Regions from separate parts of the Zea mays genome. Here region 2 is linked to region 1. Evidence: chromatin contacts called from public Hi-C data. All regions are on one chromosome and are shown on one strand. Each heading gives the region's core, a stretch centred on a gene start, on an enhancer-like site or on the middle of the called end of the contact. The rest is flanking DNA. Distances are from core to core; before and after follow the strand shown. Region 1 has its middle 70 kb from the start of LOC109945247. Region 2 has its middle 12 kb from the start of LOC109945042.

Region 1 (5,199 bases), core at 2,601-5,100:
ATGGCTTTGGCCGTCAGAAATTGTGTTGTTTACTGTTGTGATGAGTTACCCAGGGCAAGCATCAATGCTCCACAAAAACCAAACCCTTAGGCACGTAATCAACATAATACACAAACACCCACACCATTAATTGACTAAAGGGTCGGTGGGATACCTCCAGTCGCCATTGACATACTAAGGGAAGAAATAGCTGAGGCATTCCGAGATAAGCTCGGAGTTAGCATGACCCCTAGGGACAGTAATATCGGAAACCTTATGATAGCCGATTTGACTACCACCCATATACCCAGGGAACAAGGATACCGAATTTGCAAAATCCTTGGGTGACAAGGATAAGAGCACACATGAGCACATAGGCCAGTTCCTAGCATAGTTAGGAGAATTGGCCGACACAGAGGCATTCCACGTTTGTTTATTCTCACTGTCTCTAACTGGGACTGCACTCTCCTGGTACGCCACACTACCTCCTAACTCTAGAGAGCTTTGGCTTATAAAAGCTGAAGCAACGATACTACTAGAGTGGTACGTCACAACATCCATGTTGTAGAATGTGACTAGAGTAGCTCAGATGACGAATCAAAAGAAGTGTATGCTACTGAGATGGTTTAGCCAAAGCAGGCCAAATCTCTTGTTTGTTCCTTGTTGCAGCCAGTTCAGCAGAAACGACAAGAAGTGGTTAAATTTACTTTTAATGTTGGCAAGTGTGACATAATATTTGACGAGTGACCCAAAAGTGGCAACATTAAAATAAATCACACTATTCCATCTGCTGACGAGCTTAAACGTGGTGCTTATTACAAGTGGCATAATTCGTTCTCTCATGCCACTGATGATTGTAATATATTTCGACGATAGGTCCAATCAGCAATCAACGAGGGATGATTAAAGTTTCAAGAAATGCAGGTGAACATTGAGCCCTTTCTGATGAATATGATCAGTTTTGATGACAAGAAAGTCTTGGTTTGGCCTAGTACGGCTGACAAGAAAGCCAATGAAATTACCAAAAGTTTCTTGTAGGAAACTGATTGTAGAGAAGAGCCCGGATGGAGGGGAGACGTTGAAGATCACCAACCTGGCCTCCAACGCTAGGGAGCAGGCGCAGGTGGGTGGCCAAATGCAGCGCCCTATTCTACACATCACGAACAGTCTAGCACGCAGGCTTGGATGGTCTGGGACACCGCTGGACAGTTCGTACAGGTCAGGCAGACGACCCGACAGTACCCAAGAGCAACGACGACCACGTACCTTCAAGCCTCGACGACCAGAAGTAGGTACATGGAAGACCAATAAATCTAAAGAGTCAGGTTGGCTAGTCAAAGTCAGCACAACCTTTGATCAATTACTATCCAAATATGTGAAAAATAAGGCCGGTCCCAACAATCGGCCAGCAAAACGACCCCATTCACCTCATTATAAGAGGCAGGTAGGATCTATTGAGCCACCTAAGAATAATGTCCAATTAGTAACCAATGTGCCCACATGGACACCTCCACCCCTATATCAACCTGTGCCATATCAATATGCATACCTACTACCACCCTATGTCCAAACTCCTACCACCGTATTCGTATGGGATGCCATAGTATCCCGCTTGGGAGGCACCCCAAACTTTTGTATTTGACAAGTTAGCACTACTAGTGTAAGACCGATTGGGTTCACCTCAATCTGGTCACCAGGCATGGATGCCAAACTACTCGGCCAAAAAGGCTGACCAATCTAGTAAGGGACATGGAGAGAAAATATCCACTAACGCCAAGAGAACAACAAATGGAGATATCATCAAAATAGGCACAACAGATGTCGTCATACAGTGGAACCATGAAGGGCCGATGATTTTAGGTAAATCGGCCAAAACAACAAGGAGGAAGACACAGGAGCAACAAGTAAAACAGGTTACCCAAAGTACTCCATGCCCCGATGATGCCCACCAGGACTAACACGTTCTCAAAAACGAAAATTGTAGTGTTTAATAGCAAAGGACAGCAGGGAAAAGGAGGCATAAATAATATTCAATGACACACATCCATAGTATCCACCACCACAAAAAGGTGGAAATCAAAGGCCACCGAAGCAACTCAAGCAGCCATAAAAATAGAAGATGAAAAGCAGCTGCGCAGGTCCCTATAGGTAATGCGGACAGTCTGCCTCTAGAAGCCGGACCGTCGAAGCCAAGAGCAAATCGTTTGACCTCCAAGTCCGGACCCCCTACACCCCACCAGGGCCTCCAACGACATGCCAACACCCATGGATGAGGACAACGCATGGGAGGACGATTTACTAGGGGAGGACATGGTCGACTGCGAAGCCTCGCCCGAGCACCTAGGTACGGATGTTAATGTGATTACATTTTTAGACGATTACACTATTGTCGGTGACGATGAAACTATCGTTGCTCAATTTGATTTTGGTTCTAAAGAGGCCACCTGCACTAAGCTATAAACCCTAGTACAGAGTACCCAAGGCTCTAGTCAGTTGAGAAATAATAAAGAAGCCATTTTAAGTATGTGACTTATTCATGAGGCATATTTCTTTTAACTAAATACCAAATAAACACGTGAAGTTATGCATCATGCTGGAATTCCTTTGTTTGTGCATTAAAACTCAAGCTTACAATTAAAACAAAAACAAATCTAGCTTTGAATTCAAATTCGAGCTCTGAAAAATATAGGAGCAAAGGAGTGAAAAATAATAGGAAGAAAAATAAATAAGGCAAACAGTTGGAGTTATATTCACAATTAGAATTCTATTAAATTTTGCAAGACTAAAAATTTAAAGCCAGAATTTGAATTTAGTTTGAATCTTTGATGCGGAGATAAAAAAAGAATTTTTAAAAGAAAAAGAAAGAAGAAGTCAGTTGGGCTACTACTCCCCATTTTGGCCCAGTCAACCCATTGTCGTGGCCTATTCTCGCGCACGCACACCCTATGCCACTGCAGAGTGGGACCCACTCGTCTGCGTCTTACGCGCGCTCTGGCCGTAGGATCCTTGCGTCGAAAATATGGTTCCACGCGCCTGCCTCACCATCCTGCGTGGCGCTTGTGCCTAGGGTGTCGGTCACCGAGTCATGGGACCCACGCCTCAGCTTCGACTTAGCCGCCATGGTCGCAACAACCCTACCGGAACGCGCGCGCTCTAGCCTAGCACAACAACGGCCTCCCAACCACCCCGCATCGAGCTCGGGCCTATATGACCTATGCCACCGCAACTCCGCGCCCTTGATTCGGGCAGATTGATGTTAGCCACGGTCTTGAGCGCGGAAGGAGGGCGTGAATGGAGAAATTGGGGGGGCACCATAGTCAATTGCGCCCAGACACCGTCGGAGGGTCCGTGGGCCGTGCCCGGGAGCTTCCCTAAGCCGCCACGATGGTGCTCGTCAATCGTCTCGGGCGTGTGCGACGGTCGGCGAGCAACAATTTCTCGCCGAACTTTGACTTTGCCGCACAACGACGCACCACCATGGATTGCGCCGGTAGCATCTAGCTCCGTGGTGAGAACCTTTTTCCTTTTATTCGCTTAAGGAGTAGATTTCGTTTGGTGTTGAGTTTGGGGGCACCTGCGGTAGGAACTGACGACCAGAGTTGTAGCTCTGCTGCAACATCACAATGTGTCGTGGCTCAACTTTCCTCTACCCCTATGGCTGGAATTGGATAACCCTCTCCACTCGTTAGGTCTTTCACATGGGGTAGCACGTGTCTTGCGTGGGTCGCGGCGCCAAGGCTGTTGACTTACGTCGTCGGCGATTCATTCCGCCGTGGGCGCGGTGGAGCCACCATGTTTGGGGCGAGTCCTCAGGTGGAAGACAGCCCCTGTCCGTTGGTTTTCCGATGAGCGGTTGAGATTGAGTCGGGCTATAGCGTTTCAAGGATTCGATCGCGATCGTCGACTTTTGATCGGGTGGCCTTCCTGGGGCCCTAGTGTCCACCATCGATCTTAGGATCAATGGTCTTGAAGAAAAGCCCTATAAGGTTGGGCCGATCTAATCTGGACCCCAAATTTCAGATCGGGTGGCCCATGTCTCGTGATACCCCTTCGCCATGCCATTTTCACTTAAGAGCCCTAGAGAGAAGTAGGATTTAACTTGTCGTCCTCTGTAGTAGAAAAAAATGCAATAGTCAGGTCCCCAGCTTTATAATTTGGACCCTAGGCATTCACAATATTATGCTCATAGTCCAATCAGTTGTATAATTAGTAAAAATACACTGAAACTGAGTTTCTTATATAAAAATAATTCCAGAATCTCATTTAATTCATAGAAAATTCATTTTAACTCCTTTTTGATCCGGTCCAGTTGCATTAATTTTGTATTAATATTGTTTATCACCTGGTAACTCTGTTGTATCCTGAAACATATATCAAAATTATCCACTTAATTTATTGTATACTCTTTGGAAAATCATAACTCTTTAACCGTAACTCCGAATTTAGTGATTCTCGAACCTGCGATCTCGTTACGATGCGTAGAAACTTATCATGCATTCTATTCTAATATTTGGTGTGATGTTAATTTCTCCTGTACCATATTTGTTTGTATTGTGGCGAGTAGATGAGCAAGCAACTGAGGACCCAGGTGCTCAGCAGGTGGAAACTATTGAACATGAGCTCGTTGAAAGCAAGTTGTGCCCTTGACCACTTTTAATTACCCAATAATGTTCTCTATAATCACTAGGCATGTTTAGGCTTAATTTTGATGGGACCCAATAGGTCACCCTAGTCTGCTTTAATTTGTGCCTTGATCACCACTGAACTTTTGGGTAGTCCTGCTATTGCTATATGTGGTTTTGGGTGTTGAGATAAATTTGACACATGATCATTCTTTATTATGATTGTTGATTATTTATTGTTCATGATAAGTTTACTGTGTTAATTGGAACATGGAGAACCACCCAGGAAAACAGTGCTACCACAAGGGTAGAACGGGACACCCTTGGCCAAGTAATTAGGAAAGCTGGGAGAGATTACCTTACCTGAAAGGGGCAAGCGGGGAGGTGTCGCTGCAGATTATAGGGAGGTTCTCGGGTCGGACTGTCTGTTTAGCTTTCCAGACGGGGGATTCCTATGCTTCCTTCTTCCTGAATCCGTAGCGGGTATTCTCAAACTAGTGGAACTTTGGAAAGGCCTCGTAGTGCTACTCTGCCTTGTCTCCTCGGTAAAGATGAATGAGACTTCTAGACCCCTTGGCAAATGGGTAGCATGGCTTGT
Region 2 (5,475 bases), core at 2,282-4,781, 410 kb after region 1:
TGATGTTGCTTCAAAATATTAGTCATATTGACTAATTCTATGGTGTGCTCCTATATGCCTCCTTGCTAAAAAAGTATTTTATTCTAGTATGGTCTATACTTCTCTCAATCTATTAGATCTGACCTCACTCTTGTGCTTGCGACATATTTGTAGGTGCCCCCTGACCATAACTTTCTTGTCTTTCAGGATTCTTTCCTTTTCTATCGTTAAATTCCCAACCTTTGACAATATTTATTACATTGGTATTGACATGCTACATCTTTTAGATTCTTCCATATCCCTTAATTCAAATACTTAACTCTAAAAAACTCTGTTGCCTATTTAAACATTCCAGTTTATATTTTCATGACCTTCCCGTCTTTTGAGACCCCTTCCTATTCCGTTGTGAAGCCGTCACCTGTTGGCTTTTTTTATTCTCTTGGTCTTGGTACGCTCGTACCATTTGAATCTTGCATACTATTATTTTTATACATGCTTACCTTTATATCTCAATGCTTGTTTAAGACATTCCGGTTAACATGCTTTTGACCAGCCTTATTTCTTGGTGATCCATGAATGTCCGTTCTATTTCGCACATCCTTGATGATCTCATCATTTCTTTATAACTTCCCTCGGTAATAATTTCAGTTACTTCAACCATTTTGTTGGAATCTTACCTATCTTACCCTTGCTTGTTTTCTCCACTTCGTCAGTCTTGCCTTAACTTTGTCCATGGTTATGCTTTTCATCATTATCACCTTTATCCTTATCACCTCTATATCTTACCTTGATGTTTATCTTATACCGGTCTTTAGAATATTCTCTTTTTCATCTCAATCTGATCATTGTATTGTACCTACTCTTCCCTTGGTCGTATCCTCTTCTTTGTCACCTGCAAGTTTTTTTAACTCTATCCTTTGTTGTGTTTTGTTTGTCATTTCCTTTACCCTTCTCATCACTCTATCCTACCTTGTGATTACATTATGTCTATTATCTAAAATCTCTAATCTCCCATCTCAGTTCGAGAGTGGTGTTTTACTTATTCCGCCCTTGTTCGTAACCTCATCTTTGCCATTTGCAAGTCTTGTCGTGATCCCATTCTTAGTTGTACTTGTACTGTTGGCTCTTCAATGCCTTCATCTTCTCTCGCATACCCTTGTCTGTTATCGCCTTTGACCCTTGCAAAATTGATGTCTTCTACTTGAATGCTTACCTTGAACTTATCCTTTAAAAGTCTCCCCTTTCTTTCAACCTAGTTTGAGAGTTGCGAGTTACCTATCTCTCCCTTGATTTCTTTTCACTCCTTGTCACCTTACAAGTTTTGTCTTAATTCCATCCTTTGCTGTGTGTTTTATTTGCTTCACCATTACCTTGTCATCCATTGGTCTTGCCTTAATACTTATCTTTATTCTTGCTCCTTAAAAATCTCCTCTTTTCCACCTCAATTTGAGAGTGGCAGTTTACCTATTTGGCCCTTGGACGTACCCTCTCCTTTTCCATTTGCAGGTCTTGTCTTAACTTCATCCTTTGTGGTATTTATATTCTTGGTTCTTATGCACATTTACCTCCTCTCCTACATCCTTGTCCGTTATCACCTTTAAACTCTCGTGATACCTATGCCCTTGCCCACATGCTTACTTTGAACCTACCCTTTAAAGCCTCCTCTTTTTCATCGCTGTTTGAGGATAATGCCTCACCTACTTCACCATTGATTGCTTCCCCTTCTTTGATGCCTTGCAAGCTTTGCCTAAAATACATCCTTTGTTGTGTGTTTGTTCATAATCACCTTAACCCTTGTCATCCCTCGATCTTTACTTTGATGCTTATCATGTACCTGCATTTTAAAGTCGCCTTCCCCATTTCATTTCAAGAGTGTCTGTTCCCTTTTCCTCTGTCGCGTTGCAAGTCTTAGCTTTTGCTCGATATCACCCTTACCTTCCTAATATCTAGATCTTTCCATGATGCTTATCCTATGCCTACCTTTTGAAATATCATCTTTCCCATCTCGATTTGAGAATGGTGTTTTACCTACCCTGCCCTTGGTTGCATTTTCTCCCTTGTCGATTACAATCCTTGCTTTAGCTCCATCCTTTATTATGCTCATGCCCCTACCCTACATGTCTTATTATTCCCCTTGCCTTTCGATGGCCTTAGAGTAGTATCCCCTTTTTAAGGAAAGACCACCATCTAGTTAACATTAACGTATAGCAACGAGATGTTTGTTGATGTGTTCTCATGATGTTTGTCCTTCTGCTATGACTGATTTGCTTCTTTGGAATGAGTGTTGATGTGTTGTGGCCCTTGGTTCGCAATGACATCTGTTTACTAGGTGAGTGTCGTAGAGTTAAGTAGTTGGGTTCTCCCCCTGCTCTCTCTGATCCGTCTGTACTTACCTTTTCTCGCTATTCTTTCCTCTTGCGCCTATCCATTTGGCAACCTCCAACTCCTCCAAATCAGTCAAGATCAGAGTCGGCAGCATCTTCATCAAGTGTGTATCAATGCTCCTATAAAGGGGTTAGCCGCTAACCCCAATGAAGACAACGCGATCAACATCAACCAACAAGATCAGAGTGGCACAACGAAAGCGTGTGTGGGTCCTAACCCACAGGTCCAAGAGATCCTCAAGAATTGCATCAATCAGTCTCAATCATCTAAAGGTCAAAGCAACCGGTCCGCAAATTAAAGTTGCCAGAGTCAAAGTCGAGTTAGAAGAAGCTATGAAAGACCGATGAACCAATCTCATTTTCTTGCTTGCCTCTTCTTGAATCTCGAGGGCGAGGTTTCTGTTAAGGGGGTTAGATTTGTAACACCCTGAATTTGGGGTGTAAAATTTCTTTTTTCTAATATCCACCAAATTCAGGTGTTACCCTCTCTTTTCCTTGCTTTTCTATTTTTTTAATAATGAAGTGTTATTTTGTTAACGTAAGCCTACTGAATTGAACCCTAGGGAAGCTTTGTGTGCTGCATTTCATGCTGAAGCATAGTTTTGATTGCTATCGCATTTAGTTTTATTTAAATTATTTTGGGCTGGATCTAATATATATTTAATTTCTACTATTCCTATATATACGAAAAGAAGAGAAATAAAAAAGAAGAGAAAAGAATTAAAAAAAAGAGAACGGTCGTTCAGCCCATCTCCCTGAACCACCATGCTCTCATCTCCCCTCACTCTCTCATTCTTACAGGTGGGCCCATGCGTCATCTCCTCCACTCCTCCCTCTATCTCCATTGTGATTCCCTTTCCTGCTCACGTCGTTGGCGGTTCCAAGTTTCCCCGACGAGCACGCCCTCTCTCCCTGCGCGTCCGACCATCCCAGGACTATCTCCCACGCCTGTCTCTCCTCTCCCCTCAGAGTTGTAGTGGTCGTTCGGCTCGATTGCCTGGCGCGACGGAGCAGCACGATCCGTGGCCAGCTCATCTGCCCAGCGCGGCAGCCTCGGCTCGGCGGCCCACGACCTACCAACGCAGCGGCGCGCTGGCTCGGTGCGACAGCCTTCACAGCTCGCCCACAGCGACGTGACGACCCAGGCGTGGCCATGGCACGTAGGGCCCACCACGCCCCAGCTCAGCAGCGCACCCTCCCCCTCGACCCACCCTGCGCAACCGCAGCCGCTGCCCCTGCCCTGGACCATCTCGGCCATTTGGCCCAGCGCGCCCCCAGCCCACCTCTCGTGCTGTCTGCCTGGCTGCACAACGTGCACGCGTGGACAAGTTGCCTAGCCCGCAAGGCACTATTCATCTTCCCAAAACCACCTCTCTCCTCTGGCTATGCCCATGTCCCCTCTCCCTCACCAAAACCGCTCGCCCAGCCGCCCATGACGCTCCAGATCAGCACTATGCTGCTCGCCCTCGCCTCTCTGGAGCTGCTCGTCGCGCCGCCAGATCGACGTCTGCTCGCCGCTGCCGTGTAGGTATGCTCCATGGCGTCCTCCCACTCCCACCTCGTCCCGGCGAGCTCACCCTGTGCCATGTCGCGCTTTGCCTCATCGTCTGCGTCATGCCGCCGGTGAGCCGTCGTGCTGGCTGCTAGCCCACCGAGCTCTCCTGCACGCGCACCGTCAATCAGCCCGCCCAGCCGTGCCTCCACCTCCCCATCTGCTGACGGGTCCCATGCGCTCGCCGTGGCACCATCCACCGCGCCCCTCTCGTGCTCCACCGCCGCCGGCCATGGACCCTGCTCCACAGGCCGCATCATCGTCGCCTGGCCATGGCCGCCGACGCCGACGTGGTCCATTCCATTCCCTGGCCAGCAACTGACTCGCTTGAATGCCCCTTGCGGTTAATCGTACGCGTCATGCATGGGTGCAAGAAGGAAAAGGCATGCAAGTAGAAATGCTCGTGGGCCCCATGTTGCATGTCGTATTCCCCTCCTGGCTGCATGCGATCAAGGGAAATAGTCCTCCAAGGATCCGATGTGGATGCAAAATCCATGACCATCCTTGGGATTTGGCTCAGACCAATCACAACGCACCACATCACTTTAAATTTGCGGTTTATTAAATACATGTTAGAGTTTATGTTAAATCCATTTTATTTTATTCGGATTGCGTTAGCTTCGTAATAATGTCATGCACACATTAAAAATATTGTTTTGTCGAGACCCATGTTTTATTTATTTAGTTAATTGTTAGTTCGTTCGTTGGTTATTAAAAAATAACAGTTAGTTAAAACTAACTTATCGTTTTAAGCTACCCTTTTATAAATACATGTTAATGTGATTATGCCAATTCAAATGTTTTTTAATTTATTCTTGCTTAGTATAAACGTGACATTAGTTAGTCATTCGCGTGTGTCGTGCGCACCGTTTTCGCGTGTCGTACACATTGTCGCGTGTCGTTCGCGCAGTATCGCGCGCTGTCCACGCGTGATATTAAACCCTTAGCTTATAATCTCTCATGTCAGTTAATTAGCTATTTCTTTAATCGTCGACTATTAAAATAGTAAGTTAGTCAAAACTAAGTAGTAGTCAATTAATATAATTATGTCGAATTAAATGTTCTAACTAATACTTGTTTAGCGTAAACTTGATAACTTCTCGACCGTAGCTCCAACTATCGCGGTTATTTTCCACGTGTAATCGTAGAAGCGCTCTCTATTTTATATTGCTCGCTTTTATAATATTTTATCTTGTATGGTGTAATGTTCTTATGCAAGTATATGTTTACTTGTGCCTGTTTGTATTCGTTGCGCGGCACGAATAGACTATGATCCATTCCGAGCTTCGAGGAATTGACGGTCAAGCTTCGGCGACCAAGAGATCAAACTCTTTGAGTTCTACGAGGCTGAAGACCCTGAGCATATGTTTGGTGAAGGCATGTGTCCTCTGACCCATTATGTCCCATTTACTTTATAATTCACTGTCCCGCATACTATGAACAACGTAAGGATTGACTACCTTTCTATTTACCTTGTCCTTGATTACCTTTTGGGTTACTATGGTTAGCTTCATGCTAGCGCTTTACTTTAATCAATGAACATGATGAGATACAATGATG

What was found. A called contact is a pair of places that touch in the nucleus more often than the background predicts.
Region 2: a Hi-C map of leaf shows a contact between it and region 1, with 4 times the contacts expected there. The contact joins two enhancer-like sites. A contact is called at or near these places in 3 of 25 Hi-C or Micro-C datasets (leaf and leaf mesophyll).

Annotation. Positions count from the first base shown.
Region 1 is chr3:92,118,146-92,123,344 of Zm-B73-REFERENCE-NAM-5.0, forward strand. No RefSeq gene overlaps it. Among protein-coding and RNA genes, the nearest start is that of LOC109945247, 70 kb to the left of the region's middle. Within about 2 kb of position 3,851, at least 17 of the 20 cell types and tissues checked have an H3K27ac peak or open chromatin away from gene starts, as enhancers often do. A contact at or near this core is called in leaf and leaf mesophyll, where this site is marked.
Region 2 is chr3:92,529,065-92,534,539 of Zm-B73-REFERENCE-NAM-5.0, forward strand. No RefSeq gene overlaps it. Among protein-coding and RNA genes, the nearest start is that of LOC109945042, 12 kb to the left of the region's middle. Within about 2 kb of position 3,532, at least 18 of the 20 cell types and tissues checked have an H3K27ac peak or open chromatin away from gene starts, as enhancers often do. A contact at or near this core is called in leaf and leaf mesophyll, where this site is marked.